2 separate regions of the Mus musculus genome follow, and region 2 is linked to region 1. The links are chromatin contacts, called in public HiChIP or PLAC-seq maps. All regions are on one chromosome and are shown on one strand. The core of a region is the stretch at or near the end of the contact, and the rest is flanking DNA. Distances in the headings are between cores, read along the strand shown. Region 1 overlaps Srpk2 (serine/arginine-rich protein specific kinase 2). Region 2 overlaps Pus7 (pseudouridylate synthase 7).

Region 1 (2,566 bases), core at 37-2,536:
TACTACCTAGAAGCATCCTCCAGCTCCTAAAATCTTCTGCCCTCTCTTGTACCTGAGTAGGGTTGTAAACATGTCATTTGGGTTGTGGACCTCTCTCTCTTTTTCTTTTTTTAAAGATTTATCTATTTTATGTATGAGTACACTGTAGCTGTACATGTGGTTGTGAATCTTCATATGGTTGTTGGGAATTGAATTTAGGACCTCTGCTCACTCTGGTTGGCCCAAAGATTTATTATTATATGTAAGTACACTGTAGCTATCTTCAGACATACCAGAAGAGGGCATCAGATCTCATTACAGATGGTTGTGAGCCACTATGTGGTTGCTGAGATTTGAACTCAGGACCTTCAGAAGAGCAGTCAGTGCTCTTCACCACTGAGCCGACTAGCCAGCCCCAGGTTGTGGGCCTCTTAAGTCAGTTGTTCTCTGTAACAGTCTTCTTTAGGGAGAGCCAGCACATGAGCTGCAAGTCTGGAGCTAGGAGATGGTGAGGGTGGGCAAAATTCTCAGGATATATAGCTTCCTGATTTTTTCACTGGATCATCAGGAAGGCCTTGCCTATACTTTTTTTTTTTTTTAAATGTATCTTAAGAATCTGTTGCTGAATTCATAAAACCCTGGAGACTTATCCTTACAATTTCGGTTCCAGCTGTTTACGTTAGTAGTTCTATTTTCAGCCCACTTTGTGTGTTGTCTTAGCAACATTGTCTGTTTTTTTCTACTGAATAGACGTAGGTATAAGCTTTTAAGATGGAGTTTCTCTGTGTATTCCTGGCTATCCTGAAACTCACTCTGTAGACCAGGCTGGCCTCGAACTCAGAAATCTGCCTGCCTCTGCCTCCCGAGTGCTGGGATTAAAGGCATGTGCCACCACTGCCTGGTCTTGAGGGCCATTGTGTAGCTTCTGATGGGAGATAAGCTTTTGTAATATTTTTGTGAAATTAGTTTAAAAGCTAAAATAATTAAATGGTAAAAATATTACTGATTTTTATCTCGACTATAAGATATATTTAACTTGCTTATTGGCTTTCATTGTGGTAGAAGTAACCTTACTGGTTGCTATTTGTGAGAATTTGCGTTTTAATCTCAGGATAGTACTAATTTTTGTTTTGGAGATAGGGTCCCAGCTGGCTTTGAATTTTCTGTACTGAGAATGACATTAACTTTGGTTCCTTTGCTTATGCCTGTCCAGTGCTGGGAGTGCAGATTTTTGCAGGGCTGGAAAGGACTCTAGGCAAGCACCGTGGCAGCTGAGCTCCGTTCCCTGCCCGGGTTTGGTTTCCTGAGACAGGTCTCTGCCTGCAAGTCGAGCCTGAGCAGGAACGCTCCTAGTGCCTCAGCCTCTGTACTGCTGGGATTACAGGCATGCCTTTGCATGCTCCGGGTATTGTTTTGTTTATTCTTAAAAAAGTGTTATTACTCTTACAAACTATTGTTTCTTTTCTATACTTCTTTATTGTGTGTGCTCACATGTGAGCATGTGCGGTGTGTTTGTGGAGATCAAGGAGAGACTTGCAGGATTCAGTTCTTTTCTTGAGGATCAAATTCAGATGGTCCGCCTCAGCAGCGAGCATTTTAAGCCGCTAAGTTACTTTGCTAGCCCCTAGCAGGTTTTATAAAATGAGAAACATTAAAGAAATTTTACCGATTAAAATTTTTATATTTTGTTAAATACATTAAAAATTGGTTCATTTCATATTTGTAGCTCACTTTTTAAAAAGTGTTGAATTGGAAAACGTCATGTGTGTGCCCTTGTATATGTGGAAGTGTATAGGTGTGTGGGTGTGAGTGGAAGCTAGTGGTTGTCCCTGACTGATCGCTACTTTACTAATGAAGGCAGGATCTCCAGCTGAACCTGTCTTGCCAGTTTCCATCAGAGATGACTCTGTTTCTGTTACAGATCTGGGATTGCAGAGAGGCCCACATTCTCCTGGCTTCTGTGTGGGCGCTAGGATCTGAGGTCTGGTCCTCATGCTTCCATGGCAAACACCTGGTATACTGAGCCATCTTCCCAGCCCTAAGCCAGTTGAAATTTTGTGTTCTAACAGTGGTTCTCAGCCTTCCTAATGCTGCAACCCTTTAACACAGTTCCTCATGTTGTGGTGACCCCAACCATAAAATTATTTCGTTGCTACTTCATAACTGTAATTTTCTTCCTGTTATTAGTTGTAATGTAAATATCTGCTATTTCTGATTGTCTTAGATGACCTCTGTGAAAGGGTCATTCAACCCGGAAAGGTGCTGCTACTCACAGGCTGAGAACTGCTGTGTCAGAAGCGTTAAGGTGAGGAGAGGTAGTTAGTAAAATAGGATCATCAGCTCCTGTGATTTGCTCCTGTACCTTGTCAGGGATGTATGTGGGTGTTAGTGATTCTGAGTGAGAGAAGAGAGAATGCAGACTGTCTTTTGGGAGCATAGGCAATGCTATTTCTCCTTAAATGCACAGTAAAACTAGCCTCATGACACACCACGGAGGAAGAGAAAGTATAAGCATTTAAACGTATGGGCTGGAGTGCTAAGAGACCACTTGCTTATCTGAAAAAAGGATTAGATACAATTGATAGCA
Region 2 (2,566 bases), core at 48-2,547, 100 kb before region 1:
ATCTTTTGCTTTTGCTTAGTTTTATTTTATTTGTTTTTTTTTTTTTCTGTTTCTGCTCTGAAACCCCGTCCTTTCTCCAGCAGTGTCTGCTGACTACAGAGCTCCATCAGTTGGTCCGCAATCTGTTTGTGCTGACCCCCTGCTTTTGTAGGTCCTTGTCGACTTTGAGCATCCTCCCTGCACATCTTGATTCAAGGGCCTGGAACACACCTGCTCAAGCTCGCCCTGGTTTGTGTGAGGCCCGACTGCTTCACGGGGCAGAGGGGAACTGGGTGTTCCAGTTTCACCCATTTCCTGACTTGGATGGCCATCTTCCTACGTTTTCTATTAGTGCAGCAACTTTTTTTTTTTTTTTTTTTGTAACTTAGTAAGGCTGAATACCTGACAGTGAACAAAAGTGAGAAAGGGAGATGGAGCACTAAGGAGCTTCCTTACATAGCAAGCAAGGAAACAAACAGGCTGGTGCCTAGTACATATGTACATATGAGAGTGTGTGTGTGTGTGTATATATGTATGTGTGTGTGTGCGCGCACATGCATGCACATTTCTGCATTATCCATGTCTGTGAGCACAGAACCATGGAAGCTCTGGAGGTGTGGTTCACTGAGTGTCTTCAGGGAGTAGTAGGGCAATTTTGCTAAAGAATTCCAGGAGAGCTGAGAGTTTAAGGATAGAATGTTTGCCTAGCATGTATGAAGCCCTAAGCTCAATTCCTAGCACTGAAATAACATAAATTCCAGGAGCTCGGATATTATATAGATGATTTTTTTAAAAAGATGTATGTTATTTGTATGTGTGTGAACAGTTTATTAACTTCTACGTATGTGCACTGTATGCCTGGTGCCCATGGAAGTCAGAATAGGGGTCACATCTTCTGGAAATGAAATACAGATGGTTGTGAGCCACTGTGTGAGTGCTGAGAATCAAACCTGGGTCTCCTGCAAGAGCAACAAATGTTCTTAGCCATTGGCCATCTCTCCACCCCCAGGCGAATTTTTCAAGCTTTATTTTTAATTTGTGTGTGTGCCCTGTGTGGGGTACCTTCAGTGGCCAGAAGAGGGCATCGCATCCCCTAGAGCTAGAGTCACGGGTGTTTGTCAGTGGCCTGGTGTGGGTGCCTGAGATCCAGCAAGTACTCTTCAGCCCTGTGAAGGTGAATTCTAAAATGTACGTAGTTTCATTTTCTTTTTTAATGTATTTACTTTGGCCAAGGAGTAGAGCAGAGTGGCCCCATTAGTTCCCCCTTGTGTTAAAACTGGAAAGGCCTGTTGAATGGGTCCATGAACAGATGCGTGGGGGTGAAGCCACACCCCCAGTGCTTCCACAGTCCTCTGTTCATAAACACATATACACAAATGTCCTCACACGGAAACATAAGTGTACGCGAGTGCGCACAGACATAACTATACTGGAAGCCACTGACAGACTCAAGCCAGGCTCACCCCCTTGTCTCTGCTGCTTGACAGAGTAGCTGTCACTTCAGAGGAGACATGGACATGGAAAAATTAACACCATGCTCTTGGGCACCATGGTGTGTTTGTTGCATTGTTTCTAATCATTGAAAATAGGAAACAATTACTCCATGATACAAATCAGAGAATCTTAAAGACAACTAATAGATAAATAAAACTGGATTCTTAGAGCCTAGATGGACCTAAGGATTCCATTTGTATTCAGGTTAATCCAACGACACGAATGGACGCCTTTGGGGATGGTGATGTCACGGGACAGGCATGGGGCGGGAAAGCAATGGCTGACACCTTTCATCTGTGTATTGTATTTTGAGGTTTTGGGTGCTGTTTGTCTGTCTTTAGGCAGGATCTCACTTTAACCTTGGCTGACCTGCGGCTGACCAGGAAGACCTCCCTATAGCCCGCACAGGGGCTTTTGGCCTTGCCTCTTTTGTTTTGTTGATCTAAGTGTGAGTGTTTTGTCTGTGTGTATACCATATGCGCAGGCGTGGTGCCTGTGGATGTCAGAGGAGGATGTTGGGTCTGGAACTGGAGTTGTGTGTTGGGTGCTGGGAATCAAACCCAGGTCCTCTGTAAGAACAGCAAGTTCTCTCAACCACTGAGCGTCTCCTCAGCCTCCATTATATATTTTTTTTTTAATAAAAATACAAAGTTTAGCATTTTCAAAAATTTTATATATCAAGAACATGAAGCCCTCTGAGATAAACATCTTTTGTTATTTATGTCTGCTGCTCTTCTAGTGGACCTGAGTTTGGTTCCTAGCACCACACTAGGCAGCTATGGCCTCCTGTAACTCTGGCTCTAGGGATAGCCAACGGCTGACCTCTGGAGAGACCTGTAATTATTCACATGTATACACACACATGCACGCACACATGCATACTCATGCACACACATAAATAAAAATTCAGTCTTTCAAAGAAAAAACTGTTAACAGCAGTGAGTGGGGAGGGTTATGGTGTAAAGAAAGATTTTGTGTTTGCTTTTCTGCAGATGTCCTGTCGAGGAAGGCAAAAGACTTTCTAATGAGACAGTTCCAACAGTATGGGAAACACGTCTATGAAACAGCAGGGTACCGGGTTCTGAATCTAGCT

Evidence for each region. HiChIP or PLAC-seq counts read pairs in DNA pulled down with a chosen protein or histone mark.
Region 2: an H3K27ac HiChIP or PLAC-seq map of embryonic stem cells shows a contact between it and region 1, with 5 read pairs. The contact joins two enhancer-like sites. A contact is called at or near these places in 2 of 15 datasets of contacts at CTCF or cohesin (large pre-B cells and pro-B cells), 21 of 484 Hi-C or Micro-C datasets (B cells, the Ba/F3 cell line, CD4 T cells and 14 more), 2 of 115 datasets of contacts at active chromatin or transcription factors (embryonic stem cells and large pre-B cells) and 3 of 9 other capture datasets (adipose tissue, liver and pancreatic islet).

What each region holds. Positions count from the first base shown.
Region 1 is chr5:23,651,266-23,653,831 of GRCm38.p6, reverse strand. All of the region lies in intron 2 of Srpk2 (serine/arginine-rich protein specific kinase 2), which reads left to right. Among named protein-coding and RNA genes, the nearest start is that of Srpk2, 23 kb to the left of the region's middle. Within about 2 kb of position 1,286, at least 19 of the 459 cell types and tissues checked have an H3K27ac peak or open chromatin away from gene starts, as enhancers often do. A contact at or near this core is called in embryonic stem cells, where this site is marked.
Region 2 is chr5:23,755,057-23,757,622 of GRCm38.p6, reverse strand. All of the region lies in intron 7 of Pus7 (pseudouridylate synthase 7), which reads left to right. Among named protein-coding and RNA genes, the nearest start is that of Pus7, 27 kb to the left of the region's middle. Within about 2 kb of position 1,297, at least 7 of the 459 cell types and tissues checked have an H3K27ac peak or open chromatin away from gene starts, as enhancers often do. A contact at or near this core is called in embryonic stem cells, where this site is marked.